Regions from separate parts of the Mus musculus genome. Here regions 2, 3 and 4 are each linked to region 1. The links are chromatin contacts, called in public Hi-C, Micro-C and promoter capture Hi-C maps. All regions are on one chromosome and are shown on one strand. Each heading gives the region's core, a stretch centred on a gene start, on an enhancer-like site or on the middle of the called end of the contact. The rest is flanking DNA. Distances are from core to core; before and after follow the strand shown. Region 1 has its middle 20 kb from the start of Gm36297. Region 2 has its middle 13 kb from the start of Gm46162. Region 3 overlaps Gm46162 (a long non-coding RNA gene). Region 4 has its middle 11 kb from the start of Gm36139.

Region 1 (6,268 bases), core at 1,517-4,016:
TCTTTGAGAATTGATGATAGGTTAGGCTCATGGGGTAAGGAGAGGGTTAGAAGATACTGGAAGGGAGACAGACAGGAGGACAGTGAACTCTATCCATTGTGGAAGGAGCAAAGGAGAGGAAGTCACGTGACTTCTGGTTTACCCAAGTTCATTCACTCGGTCCCCTGCCCTGTGTTTACCTTTAAATCAGTTCACCTATTTGGTCTCCAGTTTTATCCTGTGTCAAATGGGGTTGGCAAGGCAAGATGTCCTTCTAGGGTGTTATCTAGGCTGACTAAGTATAGTCTGGGCTTATTTTGTTTTGAGAAGTAATGGATAACATTTTTGTACTTTGGTGGAAGGATGATGTATAAGTCAGTCTCACCTTTATAAAGCATTTTAAAAAAATGAAGGTTCTTTTGCAGTGGGAATAGTATTGTTTACTATGATTTAAAAATGTTTGTCTGGCTCTGTGTGTTAAGATAAAAACTAAATCAATAATGTTTTTAAAATGATGGCAATTATTTTAGGTGGACAGAGCAACCCATAATTTCATTGCTACATTTTTTTTTTTTTTATGTTCGCTCGGCTTTCTGGCAAACAAATGGAATGAGTCTTTAAACCACTGAGGAATTAGAAGATGCCTCACGTTCAGTGGCTAACGGGAATCACTCCATAAGCCCACAATTGTATCCCACTAATGCATCCTGTTGAGTCAGGTTAGCGCAGTCCTGGGGAGGCATTGTCGCTCTGCACACAGCTTTGTGTCAGGTGGTCGACCTCACTGTGAACTGTGCTGCATTGCTTTCCTGAGCTTGATGGACTTAATGGCCATGACGCGGATTGGTTGACAGAGGCAGAGAACAAAAGAGATTTCTGGAAGGCATTAGCGGCCCTGAATAAAAAGTATGCACATTACTGGATTGTTTTGGTAGTAAGTGATCATGAGTCATTGTTTATAAACTCACTTGCATTTGTTACACAGAAGAGAAGTGCTTTGGTAAAAGCCATAATTATTCTGGAAGATACTCGCTCATCATTGTAAAGATACTGCCTCACAATGCCGGCGCTGTTTGTAGTCAAATGTTATGCTGATACTACAAATAAGTATTTTTCTACCTGATAACTTGCTTTTGCCCCTTCCCTGTAATTTCTGGGAGTAATAAAGAGTACTTCCTGCAAAGCAAAATTCTGTCCCCCCTGAAAACAACTTGGCTATACAAAATGTGAGGTCTAGTTTCCAGAGCAATAAGAGCTTTGAAGGAGTTGGAGGATAACATATCAGCCTTTACTTTTAACGATCCTTAAGAGTGCAGAATATATTTGAATTCAGAATTCTGTAGCAATTCTCATTTAGCGTTCATTCTTTGACGCTGCAGTCGCCAAAGCCTTCTGACTTCCTTCAGTGTTCACAGCCTTCATCTAGACTTGGATTCACCAGTTCTGTATATGTGCCCCAGAGTCGGCATATAACAGTGTTATATATACAGACTCACTCAGACATAAGGAAGGTTGACGCTGTTTGCAGAATAATCGGTGGAACTGAGGAACATCACGATAAGTGAAGTAAGCCATTCCTATAAGAATAAATATCGTGTGCTTTATCTTCTGTGTGAAATATCAGGTAAGAATAAAAAATGAAAGCAAAAGGGGGGAATCGTTGAGATGTGTGAAGGGAAAGAGGAGAGAACATTTTTTCAGGTGCTTCTCGGTATTCCTCAGTTGAGAATTCTTGGTTTAGCTCTGTACCCCATTTTTTTGTGGGGTTATTTGATTTTCTGGAGTCCATCTTCTTGAGTTCTTTATATATACTGGATATTAGCCCCCTATCTGATTTAGGATTGGTAAAGATCCTTTCCCATTCTGTTGGTGGCCTTTTTGTCTTATTGACGCTGTCTTTTGCCTTTCAGAAACTTTGCAATTTTATGAGGTCCCATTTGTCGATTCTCCATCTTACAGCTCAAGCCATTGGTGTTCTGTTCAGGAATTTTTCCCCTGTGCCCATATCTTTGAGGCTTTCCCCCACTTTCTCCTCTGTAAGTTTCAGTGTCTCTGCTTTTATGTGGAGTTCCTTGATCCACTTAGATTTGACCTTAGTACAAGGAGATAAGTATGGATCGATTCGCATTCTTCTACATGATAACCACCAGTTGTGCCAGCACCATTTGTTGAAAATGTTGTCTTTCTTCCACTGGATGGTTTTAGCTCCCTTGGGAAGGATCAAGTGACCAGAGGAAGTTGGATGCCCTGGATCTGGAGTCATGGATGATTGTACACCACCCAACTAGGATGCCGGCAACGGAACTGGGGTCCTCTGAAAGAGAAGCAAATGCTCTCAAACGACGAGCCAACTCTCCAACCTCTGAAGCCCTATTTGTAATATACCTTCCCGTCTGAGATGCTATTATTACTAGATCCAGGCCAGACCGTGATCCAGGCTCACTAACAGAATGCGTGCTCTTCAGTTTTTCATCGGAGAGTTTCAATCTTGAACTTTTTTGTTTGTTTGTTTGCAATACAATTTCAGTTACTGTACGTAGAGAACAGAAGGCCTGAAAGGGACCGGGTGGCCTCAACTTAACTCAGCACCATCCGCTTGACAACCACTTTCGGCTTCTAGAAATTCTCACAAATGGTTTCGTAGATTCAGGCCTTGATCCAGCCACCGTTCCAGGAAAAAACAAATAACCTACGTGAAGCTTAAGTGCGGCTTTTTCAGCACAGGCCCTAAGATAGGGCTTGCGTTAGGGAAACAGAAGTGCGGAAAGACAATTAGCATTTCCTGCCTTTTGGCAGAACAACTCAGTTTGTAGAATAAAGCCCTGGAAGAGGAAAACAAGCCTCTTTGACCCCAACTGAACTTCCTCGTGCAATTCTCCCCATGGGGAGGAGAGTCAACTGGCAACTTCTCTGTAATAGTGGAAGGCCGTGAGCACGAGGCTCCTAGCATTTGGTGGAAAGAGCAGGTGTGCACACCCACGCTGTGGGAAGGTCATACGTGCTGAGAGGCATCCAGTGGCCTTGCCATCCCCAAAGAGTCTTCCTCTATTACATAACATTTTAACAAGGCCTCAGTGAGGACCCAAATAGCATTTCATTTGCCTGCCAAGGATCCATCGCTAGGATACCGTCCATCCCATTGCTTCCAGCAGAGTAAATGACAGTTAGTTAGCAGTTTCCACCAGCCGGTTGAGGCAGCCCACCGAAAGCCTAAGACCCTCAACCATTCCCAAGTCAAGTCCTTTGCTGTGACTTGCTCGAAAGTCTTCACTCAGCTTAACTGTCCCGCTTCTTGCCTTTCCCCTTATCTGGTTCACACTGGCCAAGGACCGGGGTAGGGGCTAGGGTACTGGAAAAAAAGAAAAAAGAAAAAGTGCTAGATGAGACATAACTGCAAGCAAGACAGGAGTCTATAGGACTTGTTACTTAAAAAAAAAATATTCCTTATGGATCAGAATAGTGAAATCAATGTTACAAGCCAAGCTGTCAAATTCAGTTTCTCACCTAAGGCTACACTGACACACTGAGTGCTGCATAGATGTCCCAGACTCCATCTTCCTTGCTGATTGGGTTCAAATTGGTCTCCTGTCCCACCCCTGGGCTTAGCTATCAAATGGAAACCCTTCCCTGTATACACTGCTCTCTGCCGTCCCTCCTAGGCTGCCATCCTGAATTCCAACTAACTCGTTTCAGTTCACTGGCTCTTTGCTCCTGACTGTAGCTTACATGCCAACTTTATCTTCTTTATTTCCTATTTCCTAAGCTTGGTGGCTGAGTCGGAACCCTCTGCCACATATTCACTTCAAAGCTACTCAGTCTTGCCTTAATACTCTCCCACATGGAATTAGAGAGGCCGCTCTTCACAGTGAGCTCTTGGCACAGGGCTTGTCACACAGAACAGTCTAACGACTGGTTCACTGCGCTACCTCGGCTCTTCGCACTCCGTCTGAGCCACGGGTTTCACTTGCTCTCTGCTCTGACCCTGGGTATCCAGCTTGCTCCACAGATTTCCTTCCTAAGTGTTCTTGGTCCTGGAATTCTAGCCATACCCAAGCCCTTATTCACTTCATCCAACAGAGGAGTCCACACCTCTACCTGCCAACTAGATGGCCATGACTGGACAGTGAACCCCACATCCCATTACCCTGGATTCTTTTAAACAGGCTGATATTCCCTTGTACCAGATCTTCCTTAGGAAAGTTGGCTCTGCCACAGCAGTGCTTTTGACATTTATTCTGGACTGTCTCCCTTTAGCTAACGTGTCCACACTCACCCCACCCCCACTCCCCATTTCTTATTTTCAGTTTGACTTTTCCAGGTACCATTCTAATCTAATCCCTCGAACCTGGCTTATTTCTGGTCTCTGATTGCTGATTTTTGGCGCCCTCTTGTGGATGTTGGCGGGAGTTTTCCCTTTCTATGAATCCTGCCCAAGTCAGTGCTGTCCCACCTCATTTTTCTTTTTTCATTAATTAATTTATTTATTCACTTTACATCTCGATTGCACCCCTATTCTTATAAGTTCCTCCCCCACTATCCCCTCCCCTCCTCCTCAGAGAAGTTTCTGAGTATTACAAATAAAGCCGCTATGAACATAGTTGAGCAAGTGTCCCTGTGGTGTAGGGTGGCATCTTTTGGGTATATGCCCAGGAGAGGTATAGCTAGGTCTTGGGGGTAGAACTTTTCCAAATTTTCCAAGAAACTGCCAAATTGATTTCCAAAGTGGTTGTGCCAGTTTGCACTCCCATCGGCAATGGAGAAGTGTTCCCTTTGCCCCACATTCTCGCCAGCATGTGCTGTCGCTTGAGTTTTTGATCCTAGGTGTTCTGATGGTATAAGATAGGATCTTATAGTCATTTCATTTGCATTTCCCTGATAACTAAGGACATTGAACTATTCTTTAAGTGTTTCTTGGCCATTAGAGATTCCTCTGTTGAGAATTCTCTAACTTTAGACTCTACCTTTAAAGTTGGGTTATTTGGTTTGTTGATGTTTAATTTCTTGAATTCTTTATATATTTTGGATATTAGTCCTCTGTCAGATGTAGAGTTGGTGAAGGTCTTTTTCATTCTGTAGGCTGCTGTTTTGTCCTATTGATGGTGTCCTTTGCCTTACAGAAGCTTTTCAGTTTCATGAGGTTAGTTTTTGTAAAGTCTTTAATCAAGATATATATATAAAATGAAGGTATCCATCTTTAGGATTAAACTTCATATATATATATATATATATGGTATATTCTTAGTTTCAGATAGTAAAATTATAAATATGTTCTTCTACAGTGTAAACATTTATTATTTAAAGCTTGGTGTTATTTGCCTTTCAAGCATATACAAAGGTAGAAAAATTATTTAGCCAGTTCCTATCCATCGCCAATTTTATTCTATCTAAACTCTCTTCACCTCTCTGAATTGTCAATATGGTATTTTGAATCCAACTCCAGACTTTGTATTACTGTGTTGGTAAATGTTTTAACATGTATTTTAGCAGATGCCCTCAGTTTCAGTAAAAAAAAAAAAGTACATAATTTCAATATTATCATCTCACAAAAAATCATGATAAATTCATAATATCTTAAAATATCCATGTCTTAGTCAGGGTTTCTATTCCTGCACAAACATCATGACCAAGAAACAAGTTGGGGAGGAAAGGGTTTATTCAGCTTACACTTTCCACACTGCTGTTATCACCAAAGAAAGTCAGGACTGGAACTCAAGCAGGTCAGAAAGCAGGAGCTGATGCAGAGGCCATGGAGGGATGTTCTTTACTGGCTTGCTTTCCCTGGCTTGCTCAGCCTGCTCTCTTATAGAACCAAGACTACCAGCCCAGAGATGGTCCCACCCACAAGGGGCCTTTCCCCCTTGATCACTAATTGAGAAAATGCCTTACAGTTGGATCTCATGGAGGCATTTCCTCAACTGAAGCTCCTTTCTCTGTGATAACTCCAGCTGTGTCAAGTTGACACAAAACTAGCCAGTACAATCCATTTGTCATAGGTAGCTTCAGTTGGCAAGTTGACACATCTGGAAAGAGGAACCATCAACAGAAGATTGCCTTTTCTTGACTGGCCTGTAGACATACTATGGGGACATTTTCTAATACTTATTTAACATAGGAGGGCCCAGCTACTATGGTCTTTACCTTTCTTAGGTAGGCAGGTGATTCCCAGATTGCATGAGAAGGTGTCTGAGTAAGCCAGAGGAAGCAAGCCAGTAAGCAGTGTTCTTCTCTAATCTCTGCTTCAGTTTCTGACCTGGCTCTCTGATATCCACAGCACCCTGCACCAGAACAG
Region 2 (6,268 bases), core at 1,161-3,660, 230 kb before region 1:
TCCTCCAACCCTTCCCATTTACCACTTGCCTCATACATTCATGGCTTCTTTCCCCACCTCCCTGCCCCCCACATATATGTATAGGTGTATGTATCTATAGATCAATACAACTTGGTCTGTCGATTAGTGTCACTTGTATGCATATGACTATACTGACTAATTGGTGTTGATAACCAATTGCAGGCTTATGCCTGGGAGAGATGAGTTATCCCTCTCTCCGTGTTCCTTGGTTGGCTGTAGTTCTCTTTGTCTATGGCTGCAGGTCCCTATGCGTCTTCCCCTTTCCATGTCAGCTTGCCTAGTGGGGTTGTGCTTGTTCAGGTTTTGTTCCGACATCCATATTGTTGAAGCCTACCTGTCATTTCTAGGGCATGCAATCTCACAGCAGAAGTACTGGTCCTCTGGCTCTTACAATGCTTCCACATTTTCTACTATGATGTTCCTTAAGCTTTTGATGTAGGAGTTGTGTTGTAGACATATCAGTCGAGGCCAGGGCAACCCATGATCAGATGTTCTCTGCCTTTTAATGAGTTGTGGTTTTCTGTCACGGCCTCCACCTGTTGCAAAGAGAAGTTTCTTTGATGAGGGATGAGAAATATTTATCTGTAGGTGAAAGGATAAATGTAGTTAGAAATTGTGCTGGTTTGGTAAAAGTTCAGGTATAAAGTTCCTTCCTAAGATCCGTGGATAGTTGGTTAGGTTTCCAGTACATGACTTCCCTCACGTTGAATGGGCCTCATATTCAAATAGACTGTGTTGGTTACTGCCAAAAAAAAAAAAAAAAAAGAGTCCCACTATTGCACACTCAGGGATGTAATGGCATGCTGATTGTCATTTAGTTCATAGGTGTATCACAGGTAGGTAGGACTGTTGGAAGCTTGCGTATGACCTTTCCATGTCACTGCGAAAGCTAGTGTTCAGGGGGGAGGCTCTCAGGTCAGATCCAGCTCGGGTCTTCTGAGTCCTGTGTGCGATATGAATGCAATATGAATGGTGCCCTCAACAGTAAAGACTTACCTTTAGACTGAGAGACAACCAAGGGGAACAGTGATAGCCTATAGTGTTTCGGGCATCTCTTGGACTCCATGACCAATAGCCCAACTTTTTGAAGCTCTATAATCATTTCTTATTAAAAATTAAGCTTTTAGGCCAGATATGGTGTCACGTGTCTCTTGTTCCAGCACTAAAGTGGCAGGCGCTGAAAGATTGCTATGGTTCAAGACCAGGATACTTTACATAAGGAATCTTGGGCCAACCAGGGGAATATAGCTCTGTGTTAAAACACCAAACAATAGAAGTCACACTAAAGTCCAATTAATACAACTGCATCTTAATCATTAGAGATGGTAGAAGCCTTGGCGAGGAAAGGGGGCCATTAGTAAGTTTAATACACGAGTGGTAGAGAAAGGACTAGCCTGCCCTTCTGTTTATAAATAATTAATTCATGTTCAGCAGTGTGTAGCCTTGACCGACTCTGCTGCCTTGGCTGCTGTATAATTTGCAGGATTTCAGAGTATATCCTTTTCACTCCTACTGCCTGCCTCTCATGGTCTCTTCTAAGTCCTTCTCTGCTCTTGTCTTCGGTTACAGCTGTCTGCTCTCATATCTTGCCACCTGATTTGACGTTTGCACAGACTTCTCCATTCTTTCCTGTGGAAAGAGATTCTTTACGCTCCCGCCTGTAAAGACAGAGGAACTTGTTACTGCTGCTTCATGCTGTGGCCCAAAATTTTGAGCACAGGCATGTTTTATTTTGATTCAATTGTGTGGCTTAGGATAAAATGGATCCTGTTAGAATGGAACATACTAATTCCTTGGAAATCTTTGTTTGTTTGTTTGTTTGTTTTTTTTAAAAGGAGGAGTTGGAGTTATGGGCAGGCTCAATTTCCAGTAGATTATTTATAATTCCCATTTCTGTATTCTATTGTGGTATGAATGCTTTTTAAATATTTTATTTCTCACATAATGAAAATAAACAATTCTACTTCAATAATAACATCATTGCTCAGTGGGACGGAATGACAGATGAATTATATATTTTTCTTTTATGGTTAAATAAAAATCAAATAGAAAATCCATTTATCTTAGTCTTTGGCAAATATAGTCTTCAGGAGGCTTATGCAGTCTTCCCCCTTAATATTAAATATGAGAACGTTAATGTAAGAGTCTGTACCAGCCTGAGGAGTCAATTTGAAAATTAAAGAAAATTTTTGATGCCGATTTGTTTCCTGCTAAAATTGGATTTTTTTTTTCTTCATGAAAGAAATCACTTCTTAAGTTCTGATTAATTGAAGGTTTGATATTTTTTCCCCAGCTCTTGTTTATGAGTTACCACACCATGGGGTGTGACCAAAATACATGCTCAGTGTGAGTCACTGTGGTCCATGAGGTCAGTTACATAACAGCCAGTATGTCCAAGGTTCTGTGTAGACAGTCCACGTGGGAAACTAATGACGGGGAGAGTCTTTTAGTCAGGTCTCCTGCATTCATACAAACATGGTTTTAACAGAGGTGGAAACACTGGCCACCTGTTTTGTGACACTGCCGAAGGGTCATTCCAAGTGTCCACAGTAACAGGACAACATCAGAGCGGACCGCCAGGTTACTACTACGAAGAAGATAGTAAAGTGAGATCTGTTTTCATTTCCAGTCTGTGTGTCTGTCCGTGTGTCTGTGTGTCTGTGGGTGGGTATGGAAGGGGAACACAGGTGCCCTTGGAGACCAGACACTTTGCATTCTCCTGGAACTGAACTTTTAGGCTGTTGTGGGCTGCCTGATGTGGGTGCTGGGAACTGGACTCTGGTCCTTTGAAAGAGCAATATTTGCTTTTAACTGCTAAGCCATCTCTCCAGTCTCTACTATGCAGACTTAACAAGCATTTGAGATATTAAAATCCTTTACAAAATTACCTATTGAAAAAAAAAAAGAGGGCTGGAGAGATGGCTCAACAGTTAAGAGCACTGTCTGTTCTTCCAGAGGTCCTGAGTTCAATTCCCAGCAACCACATGGTGGCTCACAACCATCTGTAATGGCATCCAGTGCTTTCTTGTGGTGTGTCTGAAGACAGTGACAGTGTACTCACATACATAAAATAAATCATTTTAAAAATTACTTATTAGAGCACAAATACAGCAAAATGGTAGAAAACTTACCTAGTGTGCTGGACAGTTTTATGACAACTTGACACAAGCCAAAGTTGTCTGAGAGAAGAGAACCTCAATTGAGAAAAAGCCTTCATAAGACTGGGCTGCAGGCAAGGTTGTAAGGCATTTTAAGAAAATTAGAAATTGATGAGGGAGGGCCTAGCCCATTATGGGTGAAGCCATCCGTGGGCTGGTGGTCCTGGGCTCTATTTAAAAGCAGGCTGAGCAAATCATTAAATAGGAGCATCCTTCCATGGCCTCTGTCTGCATCAGCTCCTGTCTCCAGGTTCCAGCCCTGAGTGAATTCCTAATCCCACTGCTTTTGATGATGACCTGTTGTTATAGGGAACTGTGAGCAAAATAAACCCTCTCCTCCCCAAGTGGCTTTTGGTCCTGGCCATTTCATCGCAGCAACAGTAACCATAACTAAACACCTAGCGTGAGTAAGACTCCAACTTCTATTCCTAGCACTGAAAAACAGTTTGTTTTAAAGATGAAAGGATCTTGCCCTGTGATACTATTTCCTTAGATACCACAGTTCTGGAAATGGTATAAGCCTTAGTAACCTCCTGCTAAGTGAGAACTGTCACCCCTTCCCAAACTGAGTCACTAAAAACCAGCCATCTTTTATTACTGCTCCAGAGTCCACAGGTCAGCGGGTCCTTCCACTCGTAGGAGGACCAGGCTTACATTACCAGGCTTGCCTATGGACTACGGTCAAGAGGCAGAGTGTCTGCTTGTTGGTTTGTTTTGGCGGAGCCTTAATCATATGCCTGCTGGTTAGTTGATTGTAGGTTGGGACAGTGAGGTTGTCTGGGCTGTGTATTGCTCATCGGTCCTGAGACTTATTTATTACAGCAGCAGTAGGAGGCTGAGAGGGAGAGTGAAACAGAGGTGTGCAGGGCTCCTGGGAAAATATTTCTCCCTCTACACTCTGTTAATGAAAGAAAAAAAAAAAAAACAAAAAAAACAAACAAAAAAAAAAAAAACCTCACAGAAACAACCTATCCAAGGGGTGGGAAAATAGACAAGTAGACGTGGTAAAGTTATATTGAGAGGGAGTTGATTTGTGGGAGGGTGGAAAATTGTCATCATTTTGTAATCTACTATAAAACATGGAGTCTTTCCCATATCGGTGTTTTATATTTTTAGTAAATGGACGCATGTTTAGAAATAATCTTATACTACTAAAATGAGCATAATTACATACTTAGATATTATCTTATTTATTATATGCTCTTGAACACTGAGTTTTTCAAACGCACACTTATGGGGGCTGAGGATACAGGCCAGGTGTTAGAATGCTTACTTTCCTAGTAAGCCCAGAGTCGCGGGTTTGTTCCCCAGCACTGCATGAAAGTGGGTGTGATGGATTTGGGTAAGCCTAGCACTCGGGAGCAGGAGGATCCAAAGTTCAAGGGTATCCTCAGATACATAGGGAGTTTGAAGCCAGCCTGGGCTGTAGGAAACCTGGTCTCAGAAAAGACCAAAAACTAACAAAACCAATAAAACCCCACGAAACAAAACCAGCTCACAATTATACATTTGCCATTTACTGTTTTAGAAAAGTTTTCTCATATAGGATTACAATTTATTTACATAATCTTTTGTTGATAGAAATTTAAATAATTACCTTTGGTGGGGAGGCAGGGATTGTCACCAAATCAACAATGAGCATATGTATGAATGCATGAAAGCTACTATAGAAACATTTGTTGTTCTTTTTTTTTCTTTTTCTTTTTTGGAGACAGGATCATTCCATGTGGCCATGCCTGGCCATGCCTTGTGGGAATCCTTCGGCTTCAGCCTCCATGAGTGCGGGGGTGGGGGTGGGGAGGGGTGGGGGGTAGGGGGTAGGGCGGTTATAGGCATGGTCCATTATATTTATATGTAGCCACAGTCCTTAAAATGGATCTATTTGAGTCTAGGACCTATATACTCTCAGGTTTACTAACGATTGACAAATTGTTCTCCAATGGGAATAGCCCAGTGTAAAAGCCCAGATGGGGTATATAGTGGCTTTATTTCCCCCTTATCCTTACAAATGAGACTTTGTATTATTAGGATTTCTTAAACTTTCTGTGTGGGGGTATGGGGGTGACTGTGGGGTGTGTGGAATTGTGTGTGTGTGTGTAGGGAGGCTAAAGTGTAAAGCCTTGCCCATGCTAAGCAAATGCTTTGCCATTGAGCTGTGCCTCCAGACATAGGTTCCATAACTGTAGTGTATATTCATGTTGTAAATTGAATATGTTTCCTAGGTTCAGATAAATATCCTTTGTTGTGAGTGATATAGTCAACATTTACATTATTGACTATCTTTTCTTTTCCACTTTATGGTTATCTGAAGAAAACATAAACACTGGAACTCAGTTCTCTGGTTATGTGTCTCAGCTTTTAGATTGTGGCATTTAATTTTGTTTATTGGGCCTTCTGTTATGCACATGCTTTTAACTATAACTATAGCAACTCTGTCAGTAGTTTTCTTTCTGGTTTGTACATATTTTTGTCTTGTTTATAGAAATATCATACCAGAATGTCACACATTTATTTTCTTAGAAGATTTTGGGTTGGAGAGACAGCTCAGCTGTTAAGAATATTTGTTTTTGCAGGCCACCTGGGTTTGATTCCCAGTGCCCAAAGGCGATTCACAACCATCTATTACTCTAGTTTCAGGGAATCTGGTGCCCTTTTTTGGCCTCTGTGGGCACTAAGGACATATGTGGTACACATACACACACACACACACACACACACACACACACACACACACACACAGACACCTTGATGAAGGTAGGCTCCAATGAGAACAAAGACTTGAATTAAGGTTTATAGAAAATAGAGATCAGCAGAACAGTTTACTGGAGGAAAAGTCTTCTGGGCAGAAGAAAGTGTTCATGGCAAGATGCTAAAGCAGGCATGTTTAAGGAATAGCAAGGAGACCAGTGAGACTGGAACAGAGAGAACATGGGAAAAGACCGGGAACTGAGGGTAGGTGATTGGTGAGCAACTGAGAAGACATGGGCATTTGCTCTGTGTGAGAGGAGAAGTCATTCCAAAGTCCTGCTTAGAGTTATGATGTGATCTGGCTCAGTGTAAAAGGACTCAAGTTGGCTCCTATCTCTATA
Region 3 (6,268 bases), core at 1,299-3,798, 210 kb before region 1:
AATTGTACAAATTAATGGGACTTCACCACAATGTTTCCATGCATGCATTCATTGTGACCTGATCCTGTTCCCCCCCATTTCCATGCTCTGTCCCCTTCCTCTTTCTACCTGCTTCCCCGAGCCTCTTTCCCTTCCCTAAAGGTCTTACATTTTCAGGTTCCTTAAAAAAAATGACCATCATAAACTGTTCTAATTTTTGAACAGTTTCCTACACACATATAATTTTAGTCATTTTACCCCTCTCCACCTCCTTTACTCTTCACTCACACCCTTCCCAATACCCCCCCCCCCCCCCATTTCTCAACAAGTCCTACAGTCATTTTGTGTCTGTGTGACACACGGAGTCACACATTTCATTAGGGCTGCTTGCATGAACGTGGATGGGCGCTACTTACTGGAGGAGGATGAGTAACTTACCAGCGGCTACACTACTGAAGAAAGAGGCTTCTTATTCCTCAGCAGCTACTAGCTGCCCATAGCATAGCTCTTCAGAGAATAAGTGTAGTGTCTCATGTACCTGTCCCCATTCAACGCAGGATGCTGAAAGGCCTGTCTCGTACAGGCAACGGCAGCTGCTATGTGTGAAATATCCATGCTATGTTCTAGAGACAGTGTCTCACATCGCTCCTCCTCACCCTCTGACTTTTATCTTCTTCCCATTCAGTCCACTGTAGTGTTTCCTGGCCCCTGGAAAGAGTGATCTAGATGTCCTGCTTAAGGGTAAGCATTTAGCTGTCACTCATTCTCAGGACCAGTTATGAGTCTCAGCATGAACTGCAAATAGAAGCTTCTGAGAACGTGGCCGAGATTACCATTACCCTATGGTTAGTATAACATAAACACCTGGGACGCATACTTTCAAGTCTTTCTTTAGTATCCCCTGTTGTGGTTTTTATGTGCACCACCCAGAAAGTGACACTATTAGAAGGTGTGGCCCTGTTGGAGTAGGTGTGTCACTGTGGGTGTGGGCTTTAAGGCCCCCATCCTAGCTTCCTGGAAGCCAGTATTCTGCTAGTAGCCTTCAGATGAAGATGTAGAACTCTCAGCTCCTCCGGCACCATGCCTGCCTGGATGCTGCCATGTTCCCACCTTGATGATAATGGACTGAACCTGTAAGCCAGCCCCAGTTAAATGTCCTGGTCATGGTGTCTGTTCACAGCAGTAAAACCCTAACTAAGACATCCCCCTTCGGACAATTATTTTAGTGGACAATTATAGAGCCAACCCCAAGTCTTGTTTATTCATCTGTGAGCAGAATAAAAACTCACACAGGCTAGGAATGCCTTCCGTCTTCCTTTCGTCCTTTACCTAGAGAAAGAGGGGTTTCTCAAGGCTGGCGGGTCTCACAGCTTTAGCAAATAATCCTCAAGTAAGGGAAGCTTTTTTTAACCACAAATGCATTTCAAACAGAGGTAATGAGTCCACACCAGTCTGGAACAACCAGCGCCTCCTAGATCCTGGTAATTGAAGCTCACTTGTATGGAGTCTGGATTGGGCTCATATTTTTTTCCTTTTCTTTTTGCATTGCCACAAATGAAAGTCTGCTGACCAGACAGATAGAAAACAGTTGTATGGTGGTCACTATAAGTATTCAGAGACTGTGCACTTGAGCCAAATGTAACCAGCACAGAGCATGGGGTTAGGTTCAGAAGGAAAATGCCGTGTGGCGATGGAAAGGATTAGTATAGCACTCACAGCCCAGGCAAAGAAGCAACATCTCTTGAAAAGTACTGAATGAGGTAGAATGTTATTTCCTGCCAATCAGCTAGGAACATTCCCAGCCCAGCCTAAGAAGACTCCCTGCAGAAAAACCAAGAAATACAGTTTTGATGGGACCACCTATACCTTAAGGCCTCTGGGAACTTTAACAAGGACCAATTCATGAGAACTGTTGCTATATGCCTGAACAAGAAACTAAGCATGAATTTCAAGTTACCCATCAAGTCTGCCGAAGGGACTGAGATACTTCGGCAACAGGGGTCAATGAAGATGGGATGTCAATAAGCAATCAGTAGGGATATTTTTTGAGAGGCGGTGAAAATGAGCTTTTGAGTTAGGCTTTTGCTGCAGGACAAAGCAGAAGTATAGCTCCCCTGCTTCTTTTTTAAGTCCTTTTTTTTTCTTTTCACGTGTCTTTGTCTGTGTGTGTATGCCACGTGTCTGCGGGTTCCTGCAAAAGCCATAAGAGGGTGTTCCATTCCCTGGAGCTGCAGTTGCAGGCGTGTGAGCTGTCCATTGTGGGTTCTGGAGATTAGAATTGGGCCTTCTGGATGGGCAGTGAGTGCTTTTTTTTTTTTTTAAGATTTATTTATTATATGTAAGTACACTGTAGCTGTCTTCAGACACTCCAGAAGAGGGCGTCAGATCTTGTTACAGATGGTTGTGAGCCACCATGTGGTTGCTGGGATTTGAACTTCAGACCTTTGGAAGAGCAGTCGGGTGCTCTTACCCACTGAGCCATCTCACCAGCCCGCAGTGAGTGCTTTTAACTGCTGGGTCATCTCTTTAGGGCCCCTCCCCAAGGATAATTTTAAATTAGAAGTACCAATTAATGCACACTCTTGACGCAAGACTTATTTTCAAGAGAATTTCATTAGCACAGGCTGATGTAGCTTTAGTCCTAGCCCTTCAAGAAGAAAAAGAAACAGAACCAGGATCCATGTTACTTTGGTTAGAATTTTCATGGCTTATCTCTATTTTGAATAGGAGGCAACCGAGTGCAGAGAGATTAACCTGCCCTCGTCACAACGGAGCTCGGGCCCCGAGAGTGGTGGAGCCAAACCATGCTGCCTCCCAAAGACAGGTCAAAACAGGGACAAGCCGAGTGCTCCACAGTCCAAGTTCTCAGTTCAAATACTAGGTTTTCCTCTTGCTTGACTGTGTGACCTTAGTAAACTAACGCTTCTGTGCTACTGTTTCTCTCTGTCTTAGATAATGACAACATGAGAGAGTCAGTATCCAGTAAGCTGTGTAGTTACTGTTGGTGGTGGTGTTACTAAAACAAAGGAAAAGTTACTGTGTGCCTGCTTCAGATAGGAAACCCAGGCAATGCCTGCCATAGCAGCTAACACCATATGCTCTCCCTGGGCCTGGGGGAACAGCAGATGAGTCACTAGGTTGGGCCCTACTCAGGGCCTGCTGCTCAGAGTCCCCATGCACCTGACTGCATGGTTTGCCATCTGATGATAATGGAGGCCATCTTCCTTACCTTGGTCTGTGTCTTGCATAGTCATTATTCATACCAGTAGTTCAGAATGTGGCTAGCTTTGGAGAGGCAGACTGCAAAGTCAAGGGGAGTTGGAAGAAAAGGAGACCTTGGCAACAAAAGAGATCACTGAGTGGACGTCTTCACAGCAGAAAAGCTGCTCAGGGCAAAGGTTCGATTGAAACACTCAGGAGGCTGAGGGAGTGGAAGCCAGAGTTCCAGGCCACTCTGGGCTGCATGACAAGATGAGGGGTGGGGGTAGGGGCAAGAAAACAAATTCCTGTACTGTTTAATTTATACAGTATGTAAAAACCTTTTTTTTTTTTTTTACATTATTACCATTGGTGTGTCTGTGTGAGTGTGCTTGTGTGTGTGTGTGCACACGTGGAGGTCAGAGGACAACTTCCAGGGATTGGTCTTTCCTCCTATCATGTATGTGTGTTCCAGGGATGGAACTCAGGCTGGCAGGCTTGGTAGCATTGGTAGCAGGCCCCTTTATGCTCTAAACCATTTTACCAGCCCCTGAAGCCTTTCCCCCATCTTCAACAGTCTCATTGACAAAACGGGAAAAGCAGATTCCTACGATGCTGTTGTTAAGCTGATCATGTGGGATACAGCGTCTGGGGAGGATTCTCATGAAGGACAACAAAGGCGGGGTGGGGGTGAGGGATACTCAGATGGTCAGTTCTCTCCCTCACAGCTTCTCTCTGGGCCAGCCCAAAGAGCGACTAAGCTTACCGGAAGTGGTGGAGTGTGACGGTTCCTCGATGAAACCTCCGTTTCCAAGTGTTCCACTCTGTGCTGGGGACACGGGATTGTGGGGGTTGCATTACTGCTGGATGGTTGAGCCACTGCGAACCTTCTTTTGATCTCTGAATGCTTGCAACATTTTGATCAGAAGTTTCAGCTTTGAATGAAAGGGATGTGGTGCAATCTGGGAAGGAAATACACGGAGAACCCACAGAACAGAAGAGCCTGGACACAGTGCAGTGCAGCAGGATGTATTTCTGCCCACTCCTCCACTAAAGTGCCCCTGCTTCGTCGCCCCTGGCTTTAGCAAGATGTGACGGTAACTCTGGTGTTCTGATTTATCAACATTTTGGCTTGAGCGTGAATGAAAGGACATTTCCGCTGCAGCAGAGTAACAAGTTGGGCAGCAGCTAGGAAAGTGTTTGCATTTGGACAGGTTAAGTGTGTCCTCCTGTGAGACTTTGTTCCTGCCCACTCCCCATCTCACCTTCCTCCTCTCAGACTCCTCCCCCTAAGATGGTAGCTTGTCCTCCCACACTCTCAGGGATCTAACAGCTTCTAGGATGCACTTGCTGTTTCTCAAGAGGTGTCTGGAGACTGAAAGAAGAAGTTTCAAGACTCATCTGTAGTCCCAGAGCTTAAAGATGGCGGCAATAAGACCAGAAATTCTTGGTCATTCTTGGCTGCATGCCAAATTCAAGGCTAGCCTGGGCTACCAGAGACCCTTGTTTCAGAAAAAAAAAAAAATCCAGAATGGATTTCTTGGCGATAGTTTCAGATCACTGGGGCAGGTCTTACAAGGCAGGGAACCTTCCCAATGTTTCCAGCGGTTTCTGTATCTGATTGAGGAGCATAGAGTCGACTAATGGCTATAGATGGGCAGAAATAAAGCTGCCCTTCCAGAGCAATGAGAAGGTACGCCCTACAGTCTATTCTGAGTTTGTAATTTTTAAAGGGTAAGTGACCCTATTGTTTTATGATGACACTGACTATGAAGGTGAAAGCTGAGTTACAAAGGGGAACAGAAAGGGGGCACAGATTCAAACAATGTGTGGCACTTAGACATGCCAATGCTGTAATGTAGCCTACGGTTAGCTCACAAAACCACCAGAGTGTGGAGTAAACGCAAAAAGAAAGACTTGATGAAACCTTAATAGAATTTGCACCATTCTCTGGCCTCGATGACACACAATGTTGTTGAACATATTTGTTCACAGCCTCCGGGACTGGCTCCCATCTGATCACAAACTATTGGGCAAGCTTTGGGATGGCTGGGTAGGAGGGGAGTGGCCCCTGTAGAGCAGTTTCCCCTGTTCAGCCCTTCACTCTACCTAGGCTCTTTAATTAGCAATCCCGGAAGTCAGACCTGCCCTGGGGCTTACTCCATGAGGATTATACTTCCCAACCCTCCTCCCCATCAATCTTTGGATCCTCTCTCCTTCCAAGAGACATGGACCATACAATGCACTGCTCAAAGTGCTGGAAAGACTTCCCCTCTCCTCTAATGTAGGAGGCTCAGCACTCCACATCTACAAGTGTTGACAGGATCATCTGGGATCTAGACTCAGGTTCAACCTCAGCCTATACACAAGGCAAACATCTGATAGGCATTGCAGTGAGGGCCCTATAATTACAATGGCAAAGATAGTGGAAGCGACTGAAATCTGCACACTTGGGGAGGGTTAATATGGTACACAGAATGGAATAATGCACACACACACACACAAATCCACCATTTTAAGTAGTCTGATGAAGTACTCAGGGAGAGGAATAGATTTGTTGCTCTAAGGTTAATTGAAGGCAAGATAGAAAAAAGCTCTCATCTTTGAGATAGGGAATTGCAGGATATCAGCTTTCTTCCTTCTGCTTAGTTAACTGTTTTGCCTGTAGACCGTGAATGTGTTTTAGTTGTGCAATATGTCATTAAAACACAGCCTTTTGGCAGGAAAACAACCTTTCTCTCAAGTGAGTGTAGAGTATTTCTTCCAGAGAGTTCGGAGGCCAGTGGCTTGAGTTCATAGCTTTTGTTTCCACCAGATAGTATATTTGGGGGTGGGGGGTGGGGGGGAGGTGCGGGCGAGCATTTTCCACAGAAAGGTGCTTAGAGTTCTTTTTGACAAGATGCAAAACATGCAAAGGTGCCTTTCAAGGTTTTAGCCAACTTCAGTTAATTCTTAATAAAATGCTTAATTCTAGTTAGATAAAATTTTGTTTCATTACAGTAGATCTAAATCTTCAGGTGATATATATTTCTCAAATTGATTGGTGTGGTATGTTTACATATATTTTACTAAGGTTTAGAAAATAGGGCCA
Region 4 (6,268 bases), core at 968-3,467, 130 kb before region 1:
ATTGTATATAACACATAGCTCAGATCCTATAGGGATCTCTACCTAGCCTGTACCATGTGTGTTCTTGTGAGTACATTCTGTAATATTTGCACAATGGCCAAAAATTGGCAAAGGGCACCTTTCTCAGGATGCTATCACTGTGGCCAAGAAATGTGTGACCACACTTCTACACACTGGGGGTTTTGGAAGGAATAATCCAGAGACTTAAAAGAGGTTCTGGAAAATAGACCCATTCCTCAAATGACCACAGCATTGTACTGAGTCTTGAGAGAAGCCATGTTTGTCTGGAGACTGTGGAGAAAGCCCGTGTTATCTCCCTTATATATGCTACCTGGCAAGCAAGGTATCTGCTCCACTAAGTTCTAGTCAACAACCATACTTAAAACACACACACACACACACACACACACACACACATATTCAGACCATCATTTCTTTTTGCCTTTACATGACACAGAATATTTGTTTATCTGTTTTTTGTCTTTTTGTGTCTGAGCATTGCAGTTAACACAGTGTCTTCCAGTGCTCTCAACGCTGCAGCAAATACGATTTCCTTCTTTATGTCTGAATACTACTCCTTTGTGCATATTTATCAGTTCTCTTTAGCTATTTGTGACTGGTCCCATCTGGGCAGGTTCCACAGCATACTGTAGTAAACAGTGTTGCAATAATGCAAAGAATGGAGGTCTCTGGCATGCCGAGTTCAGTTCCTTTAACAACTGTGGATCTTCAGTGTGATGATTCATTGGCTGAGACCTGTGAGAAAGGCTGACTCATGAATCCCTGGAGCCTGTGTTTCCCACGAGCTCACCTGGAATGCTGAGACTACAAAGGGCTCTCTTAGCCTTCTTGAACAGTGATGTGGCAGTTGCTAAGGTGGGCAGCAAGCTTGCTTACACACCCAGCTGAGATGGACCACTGCAATTGGAAGGATGCAAACCTATCTTACACACAGGGAAAAATGGGCGGGTTTCCCCAGTGCATCGGTGCTCTGCGGTAGGGGCTGTTTCTCAGGGACAGCTGTGTTACGAAGGATGCTTATGTCTGCTTTCCCTCCCCCTTGCAGGCATCAGTGGTTGAGACTGATAGGTGCATGGGTAATAAAAGATGCTCCTGTATATGATGGAGTGACCACAAACCAGGCCTGGAGCAGTGACTCTTAATCTAGGCTTGTTAAAAATAGCTATATGTCTGCATTTATTTTGTTGATTAAAGGCTGATGAAGAGCTGTGCTCAGTGTTTCATGAATAACACAGACTTTTAAAGAAGCAAGTAAATTAAGAGAAATATGACTAGATCTTTCATTGTATGGCGTCCTGGACAACAGAGCTCTTGAAGTCTTAGGTGGAGGGAGTGGGAATGGCAGGGGAGGCTGGGAGCTGGGCTTGATCTGATCAGTTAAGACTCTGGAAGACATGAGCAGTTAGCATTTTCTTCTAAGAGAGATGGGAAGCTGGGGACATTTTGTGTTATTCAGGAGAATATTTACAAGACATGATGTGTGTCTTTTTTTATGAGCTTTCTTTGGCTGCATTGGGGCTGACTGCAAGTAGTCTAGAGAAAAAAAAAATTGGATTCCCCTTACTGATTCTGGTCATGAAGCTGCTGCTGAGGCTTGACTCTCAAGTGACCAAGCAATAAACAGAAAGCACTCACAGAGGCGTGAAAGGAGCAGGCCAGCCTCCTCGCAGGAAGGGGCTCCCACCAGCCACATTTCTTGCTGGCCTGCTAACGCAGCCCGAATCAAAGGAAACAGATCATACAAAAAGCTTCTTTGTAGTTTTGTTTAAAGAGAAGGCATGCTTAGGAACAGGCTTAGAGGACGTGGAGAGCACGCTGATGAGCAGGCTCACAGCATCAGGTGAGAGCACCAGACTTGATACTCCTACCAGCCTTCCCAGCGCAGACTCTTTAGGGGAGCTCGACATCAAGGGCCCTTGGAGCTCATCCTTTATCCAATGGAGACAGACTTCCTCTTCCTGTGGCCTGGACTGTTTTTTCTTCTTCTCTCTGCTCAGCGCCTGCTCTCCTCTGATCCCGGGCCTCTGCTGGTTTGCCGAGGCCTCATGCTTTTTACAACTAGAGGAACTTTAATTATGCTGGTTGCCTGGGATCCTTTCTTCCTTTGTTTGAAGTCAATTAATGATTAAGCAATCCCTGTTTTTGACCTGTCTGTCCCCTGGCTGAAGGAACCATCACGCCTCTGTCCTCTGAAGCTCAACTTTTGTTTGATCCCAGCTCTATCTTCCAGACCTGGGGTGGACTAGCTCACCTGACCTGAGTCTCTGACTGACCTGGACATTTTTAGAAGAATAATGTCTACTCTGGTGCGGATCCAGATGTATCGCGTAGCTGTAGGCTGGTGCTTTTCCCTTGGGTCGTTTGAACACTAGGTGATTAGCCGCCTCTGGATCTTGGCTTTGAATGCTGAACCCAATCTCTCACTTTGCTTCCCTTAGCCAAGACTTGTCTCTCAAGTCATGGTCTCTCTTTTAGCGAAGTCCTGACTGTCTGGTTGGTCTTTCTCTGTTGATCTCTTCTCTTTTATTGGTACCACACCACCGGACAACAAACTTCCAGATCCGGATCAGTCCTGAGGCCTGATGTTCGTGGAAAAAAAAAAAATGGTTCTCAAATCATATTCCAGGGCTACTATGAATAAACTTTATAATTTTAATAGATTTTAAAAACTAACTCATATTTTAAAGTTCATTTTTGTGGAAATTTATTAATGAAATTTCATTTAAAGTTGAACAACACTATATAGTGGTTTCCAATTTTTTATTGCCTATTAATAATTTCCTGAGTTATCTCTCACTGATACATACACACACACACACACACACACACACACACATTATCTACTGTTTTCTTTAAAGTATAATTTGTCATATATAGGGCTAAGTGGTTTTATAAATGATAGCTAGTATACTTTAAAATATATATTTTAAACTTTAGACTGAGCATCATTTTAGAAGTTTCAGTAAACTACCATTAAAAATAATTTTAGCTCATTTTAAAAAAAAAAGAGATATGCTGTAACAGTTTTGTCTACGAGCACACTAGTAAACTGTGATCTTGCCAATAACATTAGAGCAAGTGCTCACTGGAAGAATTCCCTTCCAAGGTATCCTGGCTTGGTTGCTGGAGCACAAGAAGGATGAAGGAGCTGGGGAGGGCTCTGTACCTTATACGGTTCACATAAGCACACTCAAGGGACTGCTTGAGAGAAATACTGGCCTTGGGGTATGCTTGCGTCATTTGTCAGAATTTCCGGACACTAACCCACTGACCATTCTTAGATTATCTCCTTCCAATTACAACTTCCCTTCAAGCTTAATTACACGTGGACTTGCAAACACAGGGGGACGGTTAAACAGCAGATAATGAGGCCAAAGTGCTTGTGTGTTCTACACCCGCCTTTTGTTTGATCACAATCTGGTCTTCCTGGTAATGCACTGTGAACTAGGCATTCGAACCTCTCAGGGCTCAAACCAAAAACCACATTTGCATAAAATCCAATATTCCTTGCCTCTGAAGTACCCCTGCTGTATGCATGCCTCTCTCGGCTTTAAGGGGAGATGTCTGCACAGTGATGGAAGACAGCCGTGGACTTTTCCCTTCAGACTTCCATGTTTGCAGTGTTTTGCTTCACCTTGTAAGGTCTGAGATAGTTCCTGCATAAATAAAATCTATTCTGAAAGTCTTTGTAAAATCAAGACCTAAGGGGATATGATTTGGAAAGAGAATCTTTATTTCTATTCTCTCTATTACTCTCATCATGGCCTTTTTAGTTTTTATTCTGAAGAAAATAATTTTATTCTAAATTAACTAACAAATGGAAACATTGCTCTGCTGGTTTAAAAAAAGAGCACCCAAACATTTGTTCAACCCCAGTTTTTAGCGTTCTACATAAAGTCAGTCATGGTTTCATGGTTTTTCTGCGGCAATAGAACAATTAATAACAGGAGATTTAATCTAGGGCTTCACTATCAAGTACATTATATGTGTGTGGTGTAAGTGTATGTGTGGGTGTATGTGTGTGTGATGTATGCACACATGTGTGAGGTGTATGCACGTGTGTATTCATGAGGCCAGCCCCTTCTAGAGGAGATCAGAGATTCTGCTTCATCTCTTTCTACCTTCTTCCCCTGAGAAAGCGTCTCTCACTGAACCTTGAGCCAACCTGGAGCCAGACTGGCAGTCAGTAGCAATCTTACTCTCTCCTTCCTCCCCACCCTCCCATAATGCTCTGGTAAGTGAGATGTGTGATTACACTGCTTACATGGGTCTTGAGGATTCGAACTCATGTCATCATACTTGCACAGCAAGGTCTATTACCATCCGAGCCTTTTGCAATTGCATTTTTTGGGGGAAGGGTAGGGGGGGAATAAAGTCATTTGTTCACCAAAGCCCATTTGCCATTCTTCAACTTGAACATCTTGCTTAGATTAATCTCTTTGCAAGTCTTCAGTGCCTTACAGAACTTAATGTGACCCTGGCTTTTATCGCATTCCACGACATGTTTCATTGCTTCATCTCACAAACACAGGGCCCCTCTGCTGCTATGCCCTCCGAGGGGCAATGTTGCTAATGCTACCCAGATGCTCAGGGGTGGCTGAGTCCCAATGTGTGCCTCGGGGCGTCACCCACAGCCACACTGGCTGCAGCGCTGTCACCTTAGTCATCAGACCTGGTTACTAGATGACCTTATCAGTTGACCTCACTATACAGGTGGTGGCTGCAAGCTTGGGTACAGCTCTCACGTGAGGTGCCCAGCAGGCTGGAAGAGACCACATGAAGGCTGTAGCTTCAGCTTCCGTGAGGCGTCCTAAATATGCCAATTTTTCCTCTTGTTTATACAACTACTCCATGTTCCTGACTGAAAAATTAAAACTACAGATTAATAGAAAAAAAAGTACCCTAAATACCATCTGGTAGAAGAAACCTCCCTTAACAGTTTGGCTTACAACAATATTATTATTGGTACATGTTGCCACATGAATGTACTACAATCACTAGCCCCCTTTTTTAGAAATGATGTCCACTGGAAATTTATGTGCAAATTTTGGGGTTCTGTAATCTGGGTAGACAAATAGTTCAGGGGTAATGAGAAGGTAGCCCAAAGGGACACGTGATATAATGACATGGAAAGATGGTATCTGAGTATTTGAAGGCGGAATCATTCTACTGTGAAGATAGAGAAAATCCTTGCCAGGGCAGTGAACTGGCTCAACCCACCTACAGGCTGAACAGTGTGGGATTCCTGTGAGGTCATTCAGCACCCCTGCCCAAGTCCTTCGATTCTTTTATGTGTTTGGCTTAGTTAATAATTGAAGAAATTTTATAAATTTCTTCCACTATTTATGAAATTAGCAAAAAAGAAAACAAACAGAAACAAAAACAAAACCTCCATACCCCTAAACCAAGCTAAACCATCACCACCAACAACAACCAATTAACCAAACCAAGCCAAACCAAACACCTGACTTTAATGCTAAAACATAACACCAATGGTGGTGTGAAAAACTAGATACATTCATAGACTGTTCTACATTGCCCCAGTGGTGCTGGAGGCCATCTTGCCCAAGTAGAAACAGGGCAGCGTGGTTGATAATGCCTCCTTGTACTGTTATCCCCCGCATTATCAGATAGAGCTGTAGGAAATCCTAAGATCACAAGACTTTAAGAGAGTTATAGGTTACATGTTGGATAATCAAGAAAATTATTGTCAAAAGACTCATCCACTTTCTGACAGTGTTTTAAGTGCTTTGGAGAACTCTTCTAAGGGATGAATGCTGTATGTGGTGACTGAGCTGCTTCTGGGAGTTGAGTAGAGTCCATGAGCTTTGCATAGAGTAAGCTGCATATAGCCTTCCTTTAGTCCTGTCAACTTCTGTTGATGGAGGTGATGGGAGATCATAGAAGTAGCAGAGACCTTGGAAGGTACTTAAACCACTAGGGACTAGTACCTTCTCTAAATAAGTTGATCATTCTTAGATGAACTCCTTAGCTCATTTGTTGGAATGGTTGTTAGAGGGTTTTTATATTAGAATAAAATAAACTTTTGCCAATCAATTTACAATTTAACCTTTACCTTCAGAGTATGGGCAGAATAAATATTGTTCCTACTTAAACTATATATATATATATGCACACATATATATATGAGTGTGTGTGTATGTTTTCCTACAGTGAACAGCCTTGGCTTTTTAAAACTTTTCTCCCATATTTAATGTATAGTTTTCTTCCTGGAATTATCTCAATT

Evidence for each region. Promoter capture Hi-C pulls out the DNA fragments that hold promoters and counts their contacts. A called contact is a pair of places that touch in the nucleus more often than the background predicts.
Region 2: a promoter capture Hi-C map of liver shows a contact between it and region 1. The contact joins two enhancer-like sites. A contact is called at or near these places in 3 of 39 promoter capture datasets (the HPC-7 cell line, cranial neural crest and liver), 4 of 484 Hi-C or Micro-C datasets (the HPC-7 cell line, embryonic stem cells, granulosa cells and 1 more) and 4 of 115 datasets of contacts at active chromatin or transcription factors (bone marrow-derived macrophages, fetal liver and microglia).
Region 3: a Hi-C map of the G1E-ER4 cell line shows a contact between it and region 1, with 2.4 times the contacts expected there. The contact joins two enhancer-like sites. A contact is called at or near these places in 6 of 484 Hi-C or Micro-C datasets (the G1E-ER4 cell line, embryonic stem cells, granulosa cells and 2 more), 3 of 115 datasets of contacts at active chromatin or transcription factors (bone marrow-derived macrophages and microglia) and 1 of 9 other capture datasets (embryonic stem cells).
Region 4: a Micro-C map of the G1E-ER4 cell line shows a contact between it and region 1. The contact joins two enhancer-like sites. A contact is called at or near these places in 3 of 484 Hi-C or Micro-C datasets (the G1E-ER4 cell line and the HPC-7 cell line), 1 of 115 datasets of contacts at active chromatin or transcription factors (the HPC-7 cell line) and 2 of 9 other capture datasets (adipose tissue and pancreatic islet).

Annotation. Positions count from the first base shown.
Region 1 is chr1:151,033,264-151,039,531 of GRCm38.p6, reverse strand. No RefSeq gene overlaps it. Among named protein-coding and RNA genes, the nearest start is that of Gm36297, 20 kb to the left of the region's middle. Within about 2 kb of position 2,766, at least 11 of the 459 cell types and tissues checked have an H3K27ac peak or open chromatin away from gene starts, as enhancers often do. A contact at or near this core is called in the G1E-ER4 cell line and liver, where this site is marked.
Region 2 is chr1:151,261,128-151,267,395 of GRCm38.p6, reverse strand. No RefSeq gene overlaps it. Among named protein-coding and RNA genes, the nearest start is that of Gm46162, 13 kb to the right of the region's middle. Within about 2 kb of position 2,410, at least 33 of the 459 cell types and tissues checked have an H3K27ac peak or open chromatin away from gene starts, as enhancers often do. A contact at or near this core is called in liver, where this site is marked.
Region 3 is chr1:151,243,156-151,249,423 of GRCm38.p6, reverse strand. The region is part of intron 1 of Gm46162 (a long non-coding RNA gene); the gene reads left to right. Among named protein-coding and RNA genes, the nearest start is that of Gm46162, 5.0 kb to the left of the region's middle. Within about 2 kb of position 2,548, at least 31 of the 459 cell types and tissues checked have an H3K27ac peak or open chromatin away from gene starts, as enhancers often do. A contact at or near this core is called in the G1E-ER4 cell line, where this site is marked.
Region 4 is chr1:151,163,345-151,169,612 of GRCm38.p6, reverse strand. No RefSeq gene overlaps it. Among named protein-coding and RNA genes, the nearest start is that of Gm36139, 11 kb to the right of the region's middle. Within about 2 kb of position 2,217, at least 81 of the 459 cell types and tissues checked have an H3K27ac peak or open chromatin away from gene starts, as enhancers often do. A contact at or near this core is called in the G1E-ER4 cell line, where this site is marked.